Regions from separate parts of the Lactuca sativa genome. Here region 2 is linked to region 1. Evidence: chromatin contacts called from public Hi-C data. All regions are on one chromosome and are shown on one strand. The core of a region is the stretch at or near the end of the contact, and the rest is flanking DNA. Distances in the headings are between cores, read along the strand shown.

Region 1 (4,464 bases), core at 769-3,268:
AGACTCGGGAAGTCTGGGGGCATTGCCCCCTAAGTCTAGGGGTAACACATCTAACAGGGTGCAAGGGATAAAGCCCTTGGCATGGGTCACTAAGATCCACGCCTCATTAGGGATGAGAGAGTCATTTTCTTTCAACTCACTCAACCCACTATTATATCAACGCCACATAAGTTTTTCTCTTTCCTCTCTTTTTCAACTCTCTTAACCCATAATACATTGAAACCCTATCTTCCCAACCCACTCAACTCATTTAATTTTTAATTTTAAAATAAACAAAAATTATATAAATTACGTAAATTAATTCATAAAATATAAAATTAATTTATAAGAACAATATATATATATATATATATATATATATATATATATATATATGTGGGAAAAGTGAATATACCCTGAAGGTATATAAGCTTAAATACTCAAACTCATCATAATACGGTCTTTTTGTTTGATATATTTATTATAATGTTCTTAAACTTCGACCCTAACTTGATTTGATTTCAATATTTTTGAAATTTCACTAATATTTTTATCTTATATCACATCTTTTTGCCGAACACCTACTAGGCTATATATGTTATAGTTAAAAATGAAAATTATATAAGAGAAAAATAAATATGAAATAAATAAAAATGTTAGAAGTAAATTAAGTTAGAAGTTGAATTATAAGAACAATGGACAATTATAATGTATATATATATGATACAAAATGATGTAGTATGATGAGTTGGAGTATCTAAGCTTATATATCCTTAAGGGTATATTCACTTTTCCTTTATATATATATATATATATATATATATATATATATATATATATATATATATATATATATATATATATGTGTGTGTGTGTGTGTGTGTGTGTAGAATATGAAAAAACAAACAAACAAAATAAAGGCAATGGAATCCAATATTAACTTGTTTACCAACCCGCTCAACAATCAAAATTTCATTAACCGTTGGTAAACAAGTTAATATTGGATTCCATTGCCTTTATTTTGTTTGTTTGTTTTTTCATATTCTACACACACACACACACACACACACATATATATATATATATATATATATATATATATATATATATATATATATATATATATATATATGTGTGTGTGTGTGTGTGTAGAATATGAAAAAACAAACAAACAAAATAAAGGCAATGGAATCCAATATTAACTTGTTTACCAACCCGCTCAACAATCAAAATTTCATTAACCCTCTCAATCCGTCGTCAACGGTATCACATCTCTTTGGTACAATTGGTACCTATCCTCAAACCACATGTGATACCCTTCCCCTTTAAAAGGATGTAGTTTTCCCTACTAATTATCGTCTTATACATATAAAAAAAGATGTGAACGTCACATAAGATATATAACATACGAGAAAACTTCTTCATCTCTCTACATCCTTTCTCTCAAACACAAATAATTGTAAAGTACTTATGTCTTTTAGAATTTGGAATAAGCATGTATTCCAAATCGATTTATTTATGAATTATCACAAATCGGATTTCATTATACCTCAAGAAACATGGTCGAAATCACGGATTTTAAAAGGCGTTTTCATACACAATCTTAAATTATTCAAATGTTATTATTAATAATCACCTCCTAAATGTTTTGTACACAATGATCCTTCTGTAATATGAACTCTAGACTCCGGGTTTATCTTTGATACTTAAAATACAATTTGATCGACATCCAAAGATAATATATAGCCGAACATATGGTATTTAAGGTCAAAGATCAAAAGAAAGTCAAAGTTATTAGGAACTAAATTAGTGGTCAAAATTATTGACCGCGTCAAGTAAATCCAGCCCCACTACGTCTTATACTCTGCCTACCTCACACCTTCGGCCTCCCTGCGTGTGACCCCACTTTTTCATTTCCTATAAAACAACGCCTCTTCCCCTATACCTTTCAATTCATTCAACCACTCATTCATTTCTGTAACGCTAACTCCTACAACTTTTGTTTTTTTGTAGAGTTTAATCTTCTTCTTATAGATCCATGGGTGGTGTTGTTGTTCTTCATCCTCAAGATTCTTTCAACAATCATCATGATAATTTGTATTCTACTCATCAAACCATTAAAATGGTTCCTACTCATATGAAACACAATCACCCTTCTCCCACCCCTAATTTCACTGTATCCGATCGCCGGAGACAAACACCACCGAAGAAAATAGTAAGGAAGAAAGGAAGAACCACGGAGGTAGTGGCTTCTGAGAAATCGGTTAAAACAACGGAATTCTTTGCCGGATTTGCGTTTGTTGATTCACCTCCTCCGAGCTCTGTTCCTTTACCGGGTTTTTTCATGAAGAACTTTGTGGAGGCGAGGAACGATGATCCCACCACCGGTCTCCGGCGGATCCTTGGTTTGAGCCTCTCTTAGTTTCCGATTCAGGTGTTGAATACGTAACTTTAAATTCAGTTCAATTGCTCCGATTAATTTGAAGGGGCAATTGGAATTGGGTAATTAAGCAAATGGTTTTTAGTCGATTACATAATTAGTTTCAACAAATGTTTATGAGGTCTTGTTCAGATTGATAGATTGGGGAAATTGATGATAAGGTAGTTGATCTTGAAGGATTTGGATTGGGTTTCATGTTGTAAAGGATTTTGTTATGTATGTAATTAATCCTAATAGTGGTTTTAATGTATTTTGTTTTTATTGAATAGTTGGAAGTCTAATAATTAGTTTTCCAATCATTTTACGTGTTTTTAATAAAAATAATAATAAATTTTAACACTTGTCGATAATTGTAAAGTGTTGATGCGTTTTTGACATTTTTTAATACGAAATTGTGATTGCTTTTAATGGGCTCTTTTTTAAAAAGAAAGTAGATAGATCTTTTGTCGTTTAATGGGTTTATTGGTGAAAGTTTACTCCACGAATCCTCAGACTTCTCTCATGGTTTTTCAAAGTATGTAGTGTGAAGAATCAGAGAGCTCTGTGTTTGATTTTGAATTCAATTGATACATTGTGAATATCATTACAAGCAATATATGCTAAACGTACAACATGAAATCAGGAACTATAAAAGGAAAATACATATCTAAATATTAATGAGAAGATGGTGATGCACATTGATTTGTGACAGCCTGTGACCAGATTATTGTGATTGAAATAATTGGAGTTATTTCAATTTAGTTCCTGAATGGTTTTGATCGGTTGGGTTTTGGGTGTGCTTCAAGGGTTGAGACTTAACATTCCCCTGCAACATGGATGAATCTAAAGTGAGACCAATCTTGGATGAAAGTAGGTTGAAACGTGGTCGAAGCAGCAGTTTGGTGAGTAAGTCAGCTGTTTGGTGAGTAAGTCAGCTAGTTGATCCTCACCGGAGATGTAACTTGTAAGGTGCCGGATTGAACTTTTTCTCTCATAAAATAGAAATCTAAAGCTAAGTGTTTCATTTGAGAATGAAAAACAGGATTCGCCGAGTATGTTGTAGCACTTAGATTGTCATAGTATATAGTTGGTGTAATGGATTGTGTATAGCCGAGTTCAAACAGAAGAGAGGAGAGCCATTGGACCTCGGTCGTTGTGGAAGCAACGGCCCTGAATTATGCCTCAGTAGTGTTGCGTGCAAATGTACTTTGTCTCTTTGAGCTCCATGATATAGGATTTGAACCGAGATAAACGATGTAACCAATGGTACTACGGTAAACATCTTTGTCACCAGCCCAATCTACATCTGTAAATGCATGTAAATGTAATGGAGAGTCATGTCATAGGATAAGGCCTCTATGTAAAGTTCCTTGTAAAAATCTAGAAGCCTCTTTAAGGCAGTCCAATGTTGAAAAGTAGGAGCATGCATAAACCGAGACAATTTGTTGACAGTAAAACCAATGTTTGGTCTAGTGAGAAACAACTATTGTAGAGCTCCCACAAGTGTTCAATATTATGATAGAGAAGGATGTGGGTTACCGCCATGTAAAGTAAGCACATCGGAACAAGAAATCGGTGTGGAAACAGACTTGCAATCACTCATATTAGCTTTATGAAGAATGTCAATTATGTATTTCTTTTAAGAAAGGAAGATACCATGGGAGTCGGGAAGGAATTCAACACCGAGAAAGAAAGAGATAGGCCCGAGGTCCTTTAAAGAAAACTTGTGTGCGAGAAGATGAGTGAAACGATCAATATGATTTATGGATGGACCGGTAACGATGATATCATCAACGTAAACAAGGACATAAATGGGAGAGGGTCTGGTAGTGAGAAGGAATAAAGAGGGGTCAGAAATTGTAGATTTGAAACCAAGAGAAATGAGGTATGATTTTAGCTCATCGTACCATGCACGAGATGCTTGACGAAGACCATAGATGGCTTTGTTTAGTTTACAAACATGATTTGGAAAGGAGGGATCAACAAAACCTGGAGGCTATGTTGTCAATTGTGCGCTATAGCAGTTCGCGATAATCTACAATCGCTATTTTCAAGTTAGCATTTTC
Region 2 (4,107 bases), core at 1,418-3,917, 180 kb before region 1:
TTTAACATTTCTCTTAATCTACTCATATTAAGAAAAAAAAAAAAAAAAAGGTAAGAATGATATTTTGATTATTCTTCTTAGAAAACTAATTTACATAATTTAATATAAGTCGTGAGAAAAATGATTTCTCTTTTTAGAAGACTAATTTATATAAGTCATGATAAAAAGCAAAAGCATATTTTGTTCAGAACAAACATGATATTTCGATTATCCCAAAGAACCACTCATCTTTTTAATAAAGACACGTTAGCAATTCGATGAAGAATATTAATTTGATCAGAAACCCCAAACTAAACAAATCAAATAAATTTGATCAATGAAAATCAAAGCTGCTTCTGCTACAAGTTACCAAAATTTTTTACAATTCTTCGTCTAATCTTTATATTAATCAAAATCCTATACTAATTAACCTTCTTCACTGCTGCTGCATCTATATAATATACTAAGTCAAGATCAAGAAAAACCAGAGATTTTCCTTTTTCTCAGCTCATCATCATCATCGCCGATTCTTCCTCATTCGGAGTCATGTTTAGATCCGGCAATTCAAATCCTCGCTTCGTTTCTTCTTCTTCAACTACTCTAACAGATCGGATTCCCGCTGTTCTTCCCATCGGATTTTGATCAAAATCGATCTGAACAAACAATGTATCAGTTATAATCTGTTGCATATTTAAGCATTTTTTTCTTTTAGAATGAAAAATTAAGAATTTAGGTTACCTTAATTCGTTTCAAATTCTCATTTTTAGCTATTTCGTGATTCAAATTCGAACGCATCGACGCTAATTCCTGTTCTTCGTCTTTAAGCTCGTGAAACGACTGCAAAAATAACAGATCGGTGAGTCGGGTCGGGTTTTGGTGTTAAAAGAGGGATCTCAAAGAGCAAGAAGAAGATGATCCGGGTCGGGTTATGTACTTGAAAGCGTATAAAAAAGAATCCGAAGAACAAAAAACTAACCTTTCTTCGATGGGACTTTGATGTGGAAGCAACTTCGTTTGCCTGCAGATATAAAGAAAAGTAGGACTGATTTAGAAGAAAGAAAGTTGTAAATTTACATTTTTACCCTTTTGGAAAGGAATATTATAAGGACAAAAAGATATAGCCGACAAACCCTCACATAAATATATCCAAAACTCGTGATTATTCCCTTCGGTATTTATTATTTAAAAAATTAAAATAATTTTCATAAAATCCATGTAGGATCCGGATTCAAGGGCGATAAATTCGTATAATATAAAAAAAGGAAAAAAAAAAATATTAAACTAAGTTGAAAAAATAGATGACGACAAAAAAGACAAAAGTGCCCCTGGCCTTTCAAACTCCCCTTTCTTTTGCTTTAGGCACGTCGAACCCTATCCCCACTACAAAACGTGACTTACATGGATGTAAATTAGAACAAAGGGTAAGGGCAAAAATGTCCATAGAAAATATTCATCTTTCTTGGATCTTGATGCGCTTTGTTCAATTAAAAGTCACAACTCGACAACAACACTTGTCTTAATTACCAAAATACCCCTCTAAGCCACCTTAGAAGCAACAGGAAAAAGAGACTTTAGAGTCCTTTTTCTGTTAGCTTGTGGGATACTTTTACCGTCGGAGATGTTACTGACGGAGGGTATTTCAGTCAATATGAAAATAAAGAAAGTAAAAGTCAAATCCCGCGTATGGTAAATTAGTGATAAATTAAGTAGAGAGAAAAGGGTAAATTAGTAAAAAAAAAGCTTAATAGTAATTGTTTTCATGCATTTATTTTCCCAAGAAAAGAAAAAATAGTGTAGGAAACGCCGATCGGCCGGAAAAGTTCTGGCGTGGCAGAGATCAGGTCGACGGTAACCAGATTTCGGGGGAAAGGGAAAAGCTTCCGAGAAATAGTTGAAGAGAATGAGTAATTGAAAGACGACGTCGGGTACACCGGTGAAGTCGATGTAATTTTCCGACGATAGATAGAGAAAAAAAATCGGTGGAAGAAAAGAAAAAGATGAGAAATCTGATTAGAGATACAAACCTTGACGGATCTGCTTCCCGATGAGAGATCTGAAGGCCGACTAGATTCGTCGTATCCATCGCTTGTTGAGCCGCCGCCACCGCTCCACGACAGATGTGTGGTAGGGCTACCACGGTGTTCTTTACCGAATCCGTTTGAGACGGTGGTCGTCGGAGCTGTGGATTTCGATCGATTCTTCCGATGGCCCCAGCTGAAGGATGGTAAGAGCGTTGTAGAATTTGTAGTTGCTTTCGACGAATCTGAAGAGGAGGAATGATTCATCCGTAACAGAAGCTCCGCCACCATCGCATCGTTCGTAAGCGCCGCCTCCAACCACTGATCCTTCGCCATCTGAGCTATTCCGATGCTTCGTAGCCTCCGTTACAAAGAGATGATTCGAGGAGGTTCACAGATTGGATGGATGTTGGTGTAGAGAGAGAGAAAGGGGAGCGTTGAGATGTGGAAATGGGGGATGAAGGGTGGTGGAGAGATGAAAAAGGCTTTTATAGGAGCTGTTGATTGAATGAATTATGTGCGTGGATACGATTTGGGTTTTTTATGGGTTGCTTAAACAGAATAGTAATAAATTGTTATCTTATTATTGATTTGGAAACTTATTATTTTTTGGGGTGATTACAAAAATAACTAAATGAAATGTGTACTGTCATTCAACCCCACAAAAATGATAGTGGATTTAATATTTAAAAAAAAAAAAAAAAACAAAACAAAAAGTGTATATGAACTTGTTTACTTAAATGTTTAGTTTTTTAAGATCAGCATACAAATGGTTTTTATTACAGAATAATACAGTTTAGGCTTAATTTTTAAATCATCTATTAAAAAATAACTATAAGATAATCTTTGATTAATAAAACTTAGTTATCAACGTACAACACAAACGAGAAAACAAACAAACACAAGTTGTGCTATTAATTCTTTATGTATGCTAAAATCAGTTTTTTGAAGACTATACATCTATAAATCTAATGGATATAATATTGGTATGTATGATCTATTGCAATCATTTAAAAGGTATATGAACTCAAAGGCCAATGCCAAGGGATGTTGAAAATAGTATGACGTTTAGCAAGAAGAAACCTATATTTATTTTTGTCTGTTACGTGACCATATTAAGTGAATGTATCCGATATCAAGAGGGGTGCATTGTTTATTCATGTGGTGATGTTGCACGAGGTTAGATGTGACGTTCAACTCATAGTGACCACTTACAGTTTTCATTTGGCGTCTAACATCTTTAATTCGGTCGTTAGGAGTTCTGTTTAATAACCGAATTCAAATTTAGCGATTGGCGTCCCTATGCAAATAATGAAAAAGAAAAAGAATGAAACTTGTGTCTTCATCTTCTCGGACTTTTTTAGAAAAATTACAAAAAATCAGGATTTTATGACTTTTCCAAAAAGTTCATTTTTCTTGTGTAAAAAACTTCAAAAGTAGCTTTTAAAACTAGTTTTGCCAAACATCTTTTGTTTTTTTTTTCTTTTTCATAAAGGAATTTTGGCTGTGAAAAGCTAAGCCAAACATCCTCTTGTATGTCATTGACAGTTGGATGTTTTGTATGTATTTATTTTTAACGAGTAATTTTATTATATTACGGATAATGATGCGGTAACAGTATGTTACTTTCTTATTGTACATTCTATGTGATAGGTTTTTATAAAATGAGATCAAATGAAAAAGTAACAGTGAAATGGCTTTCATTAGACAAGGATTTCTATAATTGAATAGGTATGAAATCTCTTTTTAATCTATTTATTGCATTTGTTATTTTAAAAATCTAATTATTTCGTTGTACGACATATATCTTTTCAGGAAGTTATTTATGGATGCACAATTACATTGAGATACACAAAGTTTTTGGTAAATTAAATGTCTACACAAAAACGTTTTCCCTTTTCTTTTTCCATTCAAGCTATGACTTAATATTTGCAAAATAGTTTATGATTTAAAATTACAAAATAGTTTATTTTAAATTAGAAAGTAATAAATTTATAAATATTACTTTTGTTAGATTTGGAGTTGGAAAATTTCTATGGCTATTAGGAAGGATTTATGTTGATACTATATATGTTAGGTTGGATATATGTTTAGTATGTGGAGGCGTGAA

The links. Hi-C and Micro-C count contacts between places; a contact is called where the count stands out from the background.
Region 2: a contact with region 1 is called in a Hi-C map of leaf, with 3 times the contacts expected there. The contact joins the promoter of LOC111895168 here to the promoter of LOC111895206 in region 1. A contact is called at or near these places in 2 of 4 Hi-C or Micro-C datasets (both in leaf).

Annotation. Positions count from the first base shown.
Region 1 is chr6:27,708,390-27,712,853 of Lsat_Salinas_v11, reverse strand. LOC111895206 reads left to right here and starts at 2,018. Exons shown (of 1, transcript XM_023891307.1): 1 at 2,018-2,401. The coding sequence starts at 2,018. The coding sequence ends at 2,401.
Region 2 is chr6:27,892,123-27,896,229 of Lsat_Salinas_v11, reverse strand. It overlaps LOC111895168, which reads right to left and starts at 2,667. Exons shown (of 4, transcript XM_023891267.3): 1 at 2,004-2,667; 2 at 956-997; 3 at 718-816; 4 at 292-632. The coding sequence starts at 2,333. The coding sequence ends at 483.